2 separate regions of the Mus musculus genome follow, and region 1 is linked to region 2. Evidence: chromatin contacts called from public HiChIP or PLAC-seq data. All regions are on one chromosome and are shown on one strand. The core of a region is the stretch at or near the end of the contact, and the rest is flanking DNA. Distances in the headings are between cores, read along the strand shown.

What was found. HiChIP or PLAC-seq counts read pairs in DNA pulled down with a chosen protein or histone mark.
Region 1: a FOXA1 HiChIP or PLAC-seq map of pancreatic cancer cells shows a contact between it and region 2. The contact joins two enhancer-like sites. A contact is called at or near these places in 2 of 115 datasets of contacts at active chromatin or transcription factors (microglia and pancreatic cancer cells).

The regions. Positions count from the first base shown.
Region 1 is chr12:85,972,140-85,978,103 of GRCm38.p6, reverse strand. The region is part of intron 29 of Ttll5 (tubulin tyrosine ligase-like family, member 5); the gene reads right to left. Among named protein-coding and RNA genes, the nearest start is that of Gm51989, 22 kb to the left of the region's middle. Within about 2 kb of position 4,308, at least 169 of the 459 cell types and tissues checked have an H3K27ac peak or open chromatin away from gene starts, as enhancers often do. A contact at or near this core is called in pancreatic cancer cells, where this site is marked.
Region 2 is chr12:85,189,234-85,195,831 of GRCm38.p6, reverse strand. No RefSeq gene overlaps it. Among named protein-coding and RNA genes, the nearest start is that of Pgf, 15 kb to the right of the region's middle. Within about 2 kb of position 2,976, at least 155 of the 459 cell types and tissues checked have an H3K27ac peak or open chromatin away from gene starts, as enhancers often do. A contact at or near this core is called in pancreatic cancer cells, where this site is marked.

The DNA.
Region 1 (5,964 bases), core at 3,059-5,558, 780 kb before region 2:
GACAAGCATGGTCCAGCAGAATAGCTGGGAAGCTCAATGGCAGGAGACACAGGTGGGGCATGCAGTGAGCAGGGCAGGCTTCAGTTCTCCTATCTGGGAATCTCTCTGGAGATCAGTTTCACAGGAGCTATAAAATGTTCGAGTGAATTTATCACTGGATGTAATAATCCCATCTCCTAGACTTGGTGCTATAGACAGACTTACACATGTGCACAGACATGTACAAGAGCGTCAGCGCAGATGCCAGTTGGATGCAGCGTACCAGTGGGATGGTAAGAGGAGTTATTGCAGACTCATACTTTAGCAAACTACAGTCTAGCTACTGCTTCCACTCTGCACATGGAGCAGTCTTGTATGTGGTGCTTGTGTGGCTAGCTTTGTAAAGGTAAGAATATCCAGGTTTCAGGCTATAAAGAAATAAAAATAAAGACGTGGCTCTTTCTGACCCTATGCAAGATGTCCAGAACCAGACAAATCACATGTTCCAAGCCAGACTTAGGGAGGAGACTTAGAGAATTTCTGGAAGCACAGATAGGATGACAAAGAGAGGATCACTCTCTGTCAGCATCATTGCGAGAGGATGCAGTGAAGCCCAAGGTTTCAATGACATGGCCATGATGACAATGTCAGGGAATGATGAACCTACCAAATAGTCTACCTTAAGTTTATTGCGGGGGTGGGGTGGGGAGAAGAAGGGAGGGGGAAGAGGGAGAGTGTGTATGTTGGGGGAACCACACAAAGCTCTAAACATCCTTACAGATACCAACAACAGATAAGGGTTTTGGATAGCATCTAAAACAAAAATTAGAAATTATGACAAATACCAAGGCAGAAACAAAAAGAAACAACTTTTTAAAAGTTCAGAGTGGTTCTGGAAGATGGAACTTCAAGTTGGGTAGCACTGGGAAGAAAAGGGCCAAGTAACTTTACTACAAACCACACAGATTCACTCAACTTCTAGACTAAATTGAACAATTGGTTTTTTTGAGACAGGGCCTTCCACTGTAGCTAAGGGTATCCATGAGCCCACCATAGAGTCCAGGAGGCTTTGAACCTGCATCAGTTCTTCTGCCTCAGTCTCCTCAGAATTACTTAACTTTTCATTCTCATGAGCCCCACTGACAGACATTCCTACTCTGTGCAACCCCCTCACAAGCTGAAGTGGCCGGCCCACCTGTGTCAACAAGAGAACCAAGGTGAGCACTCAAACTACACCACACCGACCAAAGCTTGCTGACCTTGGAGCTGGCAAGAGTTCCTCAGGTCTGACTCTAAGGTCTCAGATAGAAGAAAAAAAGGAGACAAGCTGTATTTCATCTAAATTAGACATGTTTATATATAATATATAATAAACAATTACACTGTTGCGATGCCTTGGGGGTTAAGAGCACTCGCTGCTCTTGTAGATGATCTGAGTTTGGTTCCCAGCACCCACAAAGCAGCCAACACTGCAACTCCGGTTCTGGAGGGTCAGACAGGCACATGCATGCATAGACATACATGCAGACAAAAGTCACATATGCATTACAAACAAAACCCAAGCCAAACCAAACCACAAAAAACAAAACCCCAACAGAACCCCTTTTTTTGTAGCTCCATCTGTCCTGCAACTCACTATGTAGAAGAGTCTGGCTAATTCACAGAAGTCTCTCTGCCTCTGCCTCTTAGTGTAGGGATTAAAGGCAGGCACCACAACCCCTCAAGAAATAAATCTTGGGCTGGTGAGATAGCTCAGTGGGTAAGAGCACCCGACTGCTCTTCCGAAGGTCCAGAGTTCAAATCCCAGCAACCACATGGTGGCTCACAGCCATCCGTAACGAGATCAAACTCCCTCTTCTGGAGTGTCTGAAGACAGCTACAGTGTACTTACATATAATCAATAAATAAATTAAAAAAAAAAAAAAAGAAAGAAATCTTTAAAAATTTTCACTGTTCAAAAGGGAAGAAGGCAATCCACAGAATGGAAAAATATTTATAAATAAAAACTTTAGTAAGGAATTAGTATGCAAAATAAGGAAAGAATGTATATGTAAGAATAAAGCAAACCTGATTTTAAAGTGGGCAAAGGAAAGGAGGTGAAGAGACACATGACAGCTAGCACACTCAGGAAAAGATGCTCAGCATCCTACGTTACCAGGGAAACCAAAATCAAAAGTACAAGATGCCAACTTATACCCATTAGGATGGTTGCAATTACAAGGCAAAGTCACAAGCTGCTGGGGATAAAGGAGTGCAAGGAACCTATGCATTGGGACCACGACCCCACTGTCGGAATAGGAACCAGCAAGGTAGCTATGAAAACAGGATAGTAGGGCCTCAAAATGACACTGCCTTTCTCCTTCAAGAAAATGCCAAGTGGCAGGTTTCTCTAGGGCTGAGGAGAGCCCCAGACAGCTTCTACAAGGGTACAGCACTGACATCAGGACTGAGGAGGGACAGTGAGTGACCCTGTCTTTTCCCTGAGCACACCCATTGCTTCGTGTCCCATCAAAGGTGAGGTTTGGTTGTCCTGTTCCTGCACAGAAATAGACCAATGCTCTCCAAAGTGCCAGCTCAAGGCATCTGTCACACCGGGGAGCCCATGGCTGCTTCAATCATGATAACTGTCAGGGAGGCGAAACCGGCTCCTTATGACCATTGTCTTGGCTTCCTTTTACCACATGCGGGGCCATGTTGGAAACAATAGTATTCAGCAGAGCCCCACAGCATCCCTATTAGGTGCTAGGGTACATAGTCTTTGTGGTACTATGATGGCCAGTACTAAAGGCTGCTATACTTCTGTAGATACACCACCCTAAACACCCCTGATCTCATCTAATGACTACTACGCCACAGCCGGTGGTTGGTCTGTCCCTAGTACAAATATTACAAAGGCCACCTCCAATTCCACCTCTGACATCAATAGTTACATGACCCCTGACCTCTGGGAAGAGAAAGTATTAAGTGTTTCTGTCAGATTACCTCATAAAAGTCTCTCACCAGAGCATCTTGGCTCTGACTGTGGCCATCAGCTAGTGTTTTTATATAAGAAAAAAATTATTTCTGAGGAAAAAAGCCATTAAGTATCACATGATCCAGTAATTCCATTTCTAGGTATATTCTCCAAATACTCAGAAGCAGGGCCACCAAAGGGGATCCGTGCTCCTCCACATCTATCTGCAGTAGGCAGAACCCACAAGTCGATCAACCACGTAGACCAACCCACTCTGACACCTGTTATTTATAAGGATGAACCTTGAAGGCGTACTGTTGAATGACAGGCCATGCAAACACTGGAGAAATTCTACCAGTATCTAGAGTGGTCAAACTAGCAAGACAGAAAGCAGAACAGGAGTTCTAAAAGGGCAGGGGTGGAGAAGGAGGAAAACTATTTGGTGACACCTTCCAGTTTTCCGGAATAAAAAAAAAAACTACAGCTACAGATGATGTGATGTTGCACAGAGTGAATGTCTTAACTATATACTTAGGAATGGTTAAAATACCAAATTTTATGTTGTTTTGACATAAAAAATTAAATTAATTTCATGTTATGTCTATTTATAACAGTGAGAATGAACTAAATACAAGTGAGAACATGCGCCTGCCACGCTAGGTCATGGAAGCTCCTGCGGCTTCACCTTACTCTCTGTTGAACCATCTTCTGAGGAAGCCAACTCTAGTTGTAAGCTGAATAGAAAGAAAGCCCCGTGGAAAAGTCCAGGTGATGAGATGCCAGGGCCTCTTGCCCACAGCAATAGCAAGCAAAAACTCCACCCCTGAGAGAACGAGCCATCCAGAAATGGACACAGAAACAGAAAAGGACCTCACAGCCCCAGGGAAGCAGCAGCTGGCTGGAGCCTTCTGGCTGCACGCTCCTGACTGGGTCACAGGAGAAGCCAAGCCAGAACCACGTGGCTGAGTTGTTCCTCAACTCCCCACCCACAGAATCCAGACAACAAATGTTTATTGTTTTAGATTTAACTTGGAAAGGAAAGGAAGCAGCTTAAAGTACTGTCATACTGCAGCAGCCTGCTACCCTTTGGGGGTACAGTTTAGGGAATGGTAATGTTACTGGCTAAAGCTGTAGGCAGGAGGCTGGCTCTCAGCAGTTTTGGACTTAGCAGCCTCACAAGTGTGTGCTGTTTGGTCAGCTTTTAACATACATTTATGCTACCTTTTTGTTTCTTTTGGTGTTGGAGGCAGAACCCAAAGCCTCACACATGCTTTTCCCACTCAGCACGGCCCCAGCATCCCCAACTGCATAGTTCAGTTTCAGTACAGTGCTACAGCTGTGTTTATCACACAACAGCGTCTAGCTGGTTGGCTCCTGTGGCATAGGGTGGGGCTGGGTATGTTTGTAATATTTATGAAAGGAAGTATGACATCAAGCTAGTACCAAATATAGAATGTACATTTATTTGGTACTGAAACAACTTTGCCTGTGAGCACAGCAGAGTCACACCAGGGCAGTCCTGGTGCCAAAGGCTGGGCCCGGGAGGAGCACAGCACAGCTCTTCCACATGTTGGCAGCCCAAGCTCTGGCTTTCATACTGAGTCCAATCCAGGAACTCACGAGGCTAAGGACTCTTATTATCTTTTAATCTCTTCGGTTGTGTTGACTGGAGTTCAGTTATGTGGATGTGAGAGGCACACACAAAAAGCAGAGAAGCAGCTGGTGCCACAACTGGGCCGGCTGTGCTTTAAGGTACAGTACCAGAGAAAGCCCTAGCTCCTGTTCAAAGCCAGCAAGCGGACTGATTGCTCTGCTTAAAGAACCTGATGTCATCTTCATAAAGAAAAAAAATTGATTTTTAAAAAGTCATGGTGGCAGTTCTAAAGTCAGCCTAAGTGCTTGCCAACAAATGAATAGATAAATGTGATAGAAAGTTTTATTCATAAAGAACAACAGAATGGTTAGATTTAATCAAACACATGCACACACACGCACATAACTTACATATGTTCTCACACACTCAGATACACACTCACTCAGACACATACTCACATGAGATAGGAAAAAAGATAAAGGAGGAGAATTAAGGAGGAGGATAAGAGAGAGCAGTGTGTGAGTTGGGGGAATAAATATGTGGGAAATGACACATATGAATAAAGATGATACATATAAATTGTCATAATGGACACCATTATTTTGTATGCTAACTAAAAACAGTTTAAAAAGAACACAATTATGCCATTTTCAGCAAAAAAGATAAAACTATAGATAACTGTGCTAAATAAAATAAGCCAGGCTCAGATAAATATTATGTTTTTTTCTCTCTCTCATATTTAAAACGAGGATTTTCAGAAGAAGTAGAAGGGAGAGAAGCTCTTGGGAAGAGATAGGGACCAGGGAACACAGAGCAGGAAAGGGTGACAGATATCAGTACTATGGACACACATGATGTAAATGTATGAGCGTGTCATAGTGAAATCTGTATGGTGACTACATTAATGAGAAAAAAAATAAGTGGTGGCATGTAGGTTAGGGATGTAGCTTAGTGACAGAGAACTCGCTCGACTGGCATGTGTAGACCCTGGTTCAATCTGCCTCAACCCCAGTAACAGATGTAAAGCCAGGCACAATAACACACCCATAACCCTAGCACGTAGGAACAAGCCCAGACAATGCTGTGAGACCCTGTCTCAGGCAAAAATGAGAGAAGGCTGGGGGTTGGGAGAGGGGGACATTAGGAGAGGGAGAAGAGGGAGAGGAAGAGAGACCAAGAGGGAAGGAGGGAGACACACACACACACTCACTGAGAGAGAAAGAGAGACAGAGAGAGACAGAGACAGACAGACAGAGAGACAGAGGCAGAAGCAGAGAGAGAGGCAGAGGCAGAGGAGGGATTGTGCCTTCTTGTGGTATGAAGGAGAAACATTGGGTAGGAAGCCATTTAGATGTGAGTCTAGGTCATGTCTGTGAACGTACATGTTTGAACTCATTCAGCATACACAATTAATGGAGATTATATGTGAGTCACTTCA
Region 2 (6,598 bases), core at 1,727-4,226:
ACCCATGGTAACAGCTGTTCCAAGGGGAGGGAGGGCCAGTGGCGCACACCACAGAGGCCAAGCTCAGTGGAGACTTGATTGGGATGGTGGATTCCACAGGGTGACCAAGCTGAAGAACATCAAAGGACTTTTTGCAATGGGAGCCTGGGGCATTCTGGAGCAATGGTGTCAGGATCCAAGCGGCTCTTTGGGAGGTTTCGGTCACCCGGAGCCTGCCCTATGCTTTGGGCCAAGGGATCCCAGATTAGGCCGCAGAGAGAAGGGAGCGTGAGGGGAGACTAAGAGGCTGGGCTGGAGTAATGCAGGGAAGGACAGCTTCCCTCTTGAGAATGGCCTCAGAGATGGAGCAGAGGTGTCTAGGCAGGAAGGGACAGGAAGGGTGACCCAAACTGAACCTGGCAGCTGCATGGCTGGGGGGGGGGCAACAATGTTACTCATTTGTGTATGCCCCAGGAGCCAAGCACAGGTTGTCCTGAGGAGCTGAACACTGCGTCTGTGCCAGAACTGTGGAGTCCAGGCAGCTATGACAAAGTCCCCAGAGACAAATGAGAAAGAGGCTACAAACTGTGCCTGATACTACCCCAGGCCCCATCGGCCTGGCCACAGGGAAGGCCACGCTGTCTTCCTAAGTGAAAGCCATCAGCAGGACACAGGATCGAGGGGTGTTCCAAGACCGTGAAAACCCATTCAGATCTCAGAGGCAACAGACATGTGTTTCCTCATCCAGACAGAGAACAGGTAGAGGTGCCCGGGTCAACCTGCCTCTGACCCTTTGACAACTCCTCCCTGGGAAACTTCCACCAGAGCCAGTCCACCCATCCCTGACCTCATCACCCCGCTGGAACTGAGCAGCCCTGTGGTGGCCCCATCTCCAGCCCCCATTTCTTTGGAGCGGGAAACACAACATCCCAGCTGTCTGTCCCGAATCCACCTGGAGGCTGGCCAGCTTGGCTAGAATCCAACTTAGTTAGGCCAGACCCAGGAGACTTTGCCGGGAAGAGCAAGAACTGAAAGAAAGCAGTGGGCCAAACAGGGCCCCTTTCTGAGGCTTGGTCTATGAGATTGCTCCTGGCACATTCATGGGCTTACCCATCACTACACAGTTTCTGAGCTCCTGGCACTCTTTCTGGGATGTGCTAAAGAGATGCATGCTACCATGACAGCTGGTGGCTGACTTCATCCTGATTGCAAAAGGTCTTGGAGGCCTGGCTTGGAGCCCTACAAGGGACAGGAGGGACTCTGGTTAGGAACCCAGAGGATGAATGGTTGTGCCGACTAGAGATGCAGCGTGCCCCAACTCTAAGAGCAACTCTTCCTTTCTCCTACTCTCCAGAGAAGCCAACAGCTTGCCTCAGCAACAGCTGCTGTTACAGACCTAGGGCTGCCCAGCCTGATGGCGGAAGGCAAGGAGGGGCCCAGGGCTGCCTCATTCTCTGTAGGCAGGCCCCTACTTCAGCCACCAACCCTAAAAAAAGTGGTTGTCTCTTTTACACTCAGCTTCTCCTTCGTCCCTTTCAGCTCACAGCCGGGAGATGCGATCCTCCTTTCTGTGTGGTAACTTGGTTTCCCCAACAAGAAATACCTCCAGAAAGTCCAATGACAAGGAACTTGCCACACTTCATACCCATGTCCTCTTGGTCCCTAGGGGAACCTGAAACACACACCAAATGAAATTAGAGTGGGGGTGGCAAAGAGCCAGGCAGAGACACACATCTTAGGGGTTGTCCCTGAGGATGTCTGGCCACCCAGAAAAGGACGTGAGACAGAAACCCATGGCCAGGGACTCCTGCTGGACCGCACAGGCAGCTTGCGGGTCTCACGTGGAAGATGGGAGGCTAAGAGCAGAGTCTACAGAGGACACTGGGCCTTCCTTTTGCCCACTGAGCTTTGAAAGGGTCACCCGGTGAGATAGGAGCCGTTAAGAATGTGAGCACTGGCATCAAATACTGAGGTTGAGTCTGTCTGACTTAGAGCAAGTGCTTTCCTTCGCCGATCTATGCCTCTTCTCATCTAGTAATGAGCTGCTATTGTACCTACTAATCTCGCTCGTGCCCCATTGTCTGTGTGTGTGTATGTGCACAGGTGGAGGGACACATAACATATGTGCATGTGGTATAGCTTCAGGAATGAATGCCAAGCACCGTGTGTATGCCCGAGGACTCCAGAAGGCATCAGATCCCTTGGAGCTGGAGTTCCAAGTAGTTGGATGCTTTCCAGCATGGGTGCAAGGAACTAAACTCGGGTCCTCTGGAAGAGCAATGAGTAGTCCTAACTGCTGACATACCTCTTCAGCCACCCCATCTTATTTTCTGAGATGAGTTCTTCCATTGAATCCGGAGCTCACCAGTTCAGCGAGACTGACCGGCCAGCAAACCCCAGGAATTGGCCTGTCTTCTCTGGGGCTGAGATCGCAGGTAGGCACTGCCATGCCCTGATTTTTCACTTGAGTTTAGAGGCTCCAACTCGGGCCTTCCAGTCTTCACGGCGAGCACTTTAGTGAAGGAACCACCTGCTCAGCTTTGATCTACTGTGTAAAGGGCTTGCCAGCAGAGACCCTCGCATCTTTAGGTTGTCACCTCCAGGTTGGCACATTCTCTGAGCTATTATTTTCTTGTTTGCCAGAGAGAGAACACAGAGTTCGAGTGATCAAGTTAGACAATGGAAGGCCCATGATGTAGGATACGGTCGATTTCAGGCCTGCCCACTCCATGAGCCTCTCCAGGCTTTGTTGCCTGGAACTGGGAACCAGACTCACCCTGCTCACTCAGCTGAGCAACAGGTGGCAGGGTCGGTGGGGCACAGGTGCAGCTTTGCAGGAGATGGGGGAAGGGTGTGACCCCCCTCCCGTTTCCTCCCGTTTTCCTCCCGATGCTGCTTCCCCCAGCTGTGTGGCAGGGAGGAGGGGACAGGGAGCAAACACAGCCACGTGCAGTTAGAGGGCTGAGTAAGCGCCTCACTTCCTCTTGCCTCGTCCCCCCCTCCCATAACTGTGGCTAGTGGGTGATTCACAAAGCTTCTTGGGGCAGGCCTCTGAAAAGCACAGGGCCACTTCCCTGAATTGTCCTGGCTGCCTGCTCCGCCCGCCCCCTCCCGGCACACCTGGCTGGCCTGCTTGCTGGTCTGGTGAACCACAGGGTGCCCTGCCTGGGTGGCGGCAGACCCCCAGACCTTGCCAAACCGGGAGGTGTGGCCTTGGCTGGGTACTGGTGTTGGAGCCTGGACTCTGCACGAGGCTCAGTCTGCGTTTTGGCTCTCGCTCACTGTGCTTCAGCCAGACGGCAACACTAATGTCGTCTATCTGTCAGACTCTGTACCAAGGCTGGGCGTGGCTCTCTTCCCTGGCAGCATCTCTCGCTCTCTTGGTGGGCTTGCAGTGGACGAGTAGCCAGGCGCGATGGAATGGCTAGTGATCACACAGAGAAATGTCAGCCTGATGAGTCAAGACCCAGCACTAGAGAGTTGGTGGGCCAGCACCAGCTCTGAGGTAAAGCTTTCGTGCATCTGCTGGCTAAAAGATACAAGATTACCAGGGCCTGGCAGTGTGGAAAGTTCCAGAAAGGTAAACTGAGCCCCTTTTCCACAACAGCACTAGAACAGAAGGGTCTTAGGGCCTCTGCATGTGTTGGGTAAACACTCTATCACCTGAACTATATCCCTATCCACCCCACCCCCTTCAAAACTTTAAGACTTTTTACTCAAAAAGCCCACTTTAAGAATTTAAAGGGGAGCTCTGTTGGCACGATGAATACCTAACAATGTGTGTGCAAGGCTTATGCTGAGCTCAAGCATAAAACTGAGTGTGGTGCTACGTGCTTGTAATTACATCACTCAGGATACAGAAGCAGGAGGATCAGAGGTTCAAGCCAGCCTGGGCTACATGAGACCCTGTCCTGAAAAGAAAATAAACAAACAGAATTTAAGGGACACAGGCCGCACACAGCATTGACAAGAAATGAGAGAACGACGGACGAGACCTGAATACCCAGCTGTGGGAAAGACTTGGACAGGTACATTTTCATCATAGAACACATCCTTCCTGAGTATGTAGCCATGAAAACAAAATAGTGACACACGCCGACGTTAATGTGTACAAGAACTGCCCAAGAATCTTAGTAAAGTTCAGATTCTGATTCAACAGGCCTGTGAGGCATGTGTGTGTGTGTTACATGTATGTGAGTGTGTATATCAGTTTGTGTGTATGTATCTGTGTGTGTTATATGTGTGAGTGTATATATCAGTATGTGTGTATATCAGTTTGTGTGTGTGTGTCTCTGTGTGTTATATGTATGTGTATATATCAGTTTGTGTGTGTGTATGTTATATATGTGTGAGTGTGCATATCAGTTTGTGTATCTGTGTGTGTTATATGTATGTGTGTATATCAGTTTGTGTGTGTGTATGTGTGTATGTTATATATGTGTGAGTGTGCATATCAGTTTGTGTATCTGTGTGTGTTATATGTATGTGTGTATATCAGTTTGTGTGTGTGTATGTATGTATGTTATATATGTGTGAGTGTGTATATCAGTATGTGTGTGCTATCTGTGTGTGTGAGGTGAGGAGAGACCACAGGAGGACTTTGCTTGGCTTGCTTTATCCCCATGAGTTAGGGCTTCTCACAAACCTGGAACGAGGCTGCTGGCTGGAAAGCCCTTCTGTTTCTGACCCTCACAGTGAGGTAGTTACAGGCCCATGTGTGGCCTGATTCTTTTTTTAAAAAATGTTTTAACTTAATAATTTATTTATTTTCATTTTTATGTGTATGAGTGCTTGCCTGCATTATGTATATACATTGTGTGTAAAGTCCGACCAGAAAAGGGAGTCAGATCTCTTGGAACTGGAGTGCTAAACGGTTGTGAGCCACCATGTGGATGCTGCAAACAGAACCTGGGTCCTCTGCAAGAGCGGCAAGTGCTCCTAACCAAGGCTTTGACCCCTCCAGCCATTCTCTGATCCGCCTTCACTGCTTATAAGGACAGTCCAAAACCATGCTGTTGGTTTGCTTGTGTTTATTTATGTTATATGTGTGAGTGTTGTGTAGCACATGTGTGCCTGGTACGCACAGAGACCAGAAGAGGGTGCCAGGTCCTCTGGAACTGGAGGTACAAACAGCTGTGAGCCACCATGTGGGCACTGGGAACTGAACCTGGGTCTTCTGCAAGAGCGACAACTGCCCTTGACTACTGAGCCATCCCTCAGCTCCCTTTTGGCTTTTTCTTTTTCATTTTTCTTTTCTTTCCTCTTCCTCCACCACCACTTTCCCCTCTTCCTCCTCCTTTCTGTGTGAGTTAATGCTCGTGAGTTTATCTTCTTCATAACGCAGTCACTTAGAACTGATCGCCTGGCTGAGTCTCTGCCTCTTTTCTCCCAGCATGCTCTTTGGTCTGAGGTTGGGCTCCGCCCACTCAAGCTTCAGCAAACCTTCTCTGTCGGTTTAAACTTTTTGCAGAAAATAGACTTAGGCTGGCCACCACACAAACTCTGTTCCTGTCAGAGGACCACTTTCCTTGGTGGACAGAGAATCCTTGCTTTTCCTGTACCGTGTCACTTCGTGGGGCTGGCACATACCCGTTTCTTGCAGAACTCACCATGTATGTTTGTGAGAGCTGCATCAGCACGGAAAGATGCTCACCTCTTTGAGGCAGAGTCTTACGGAACCACACTGTGGCTATGTAGCTAGAGATGGAATTGTGCTTGGAGCCTCCTGCCTCTGCTTCCCGAGCACTGGGATCCAGGTACACAGCATCACAGCTAGGTTTATGCAGGGCTAAGGATGGGACCAGGGCTTCATGCATGCTCGGTAAGTGCTCTTCCCTTGAGCCCCCACAAGTGTGTTTAAAGGAAGAAAAATATTTTGCAAAGCAATATGTTTCCATTTTATGAGGAAAACATATGTAAACAATGTTTTCTTGCATATATGTGTGTGTGGGGGTATGTGTATGTATGCATATGCACACACACACACACACACACACACACACACACACACACACACTTTTTTTCTATAGTCCTGACGGTCCTAAAACTCCCTTTATAGACCAGGTTGGCCTTGAACTCACAGAGATCCGCCTGCCTCTGCCTCCTGAGTGCTGGGATTAAAGGCGTGAGCCACCACTGCCCTGCTTATTTTTTAAAGTTTTCAAAGATTTATTTTATGTGTATGAGCATTTTGCCTTCAAATATGTATGTGTACCATCTGTGTTCCCGTTGCCCTTGGAAGCCTGAAGAGGGCACTAGACTCCCTAGAACTGGATGGTTGTGGAACACTATGTGATTAGTGGGAACTGAACCCAGTCCTCTGCCAGATCAACAATACTCACCTTTGAGGCAGCTCTCCAGCCAGCTACCTATAAGATAACATTAGGGATTTGCTGGGTGATAAGATTGTGGTTTTTAAACTTTTATTCTTTATGCTAATTTGTGTTTTCTATAATAAATATAAATTATTATTTTGGGGTGCTGTGGTTTTTCAAGACAGGGTTTTTAAAGACGGGTCTGTGTAGCCCTGGCTGTCTTTGAACTGGCTCTGTAGACCAGGTTGGCTGGTAACTCACAGACATCTACCTGCCTCAGCCTCCCAAATTCTGGGATTAAAGGT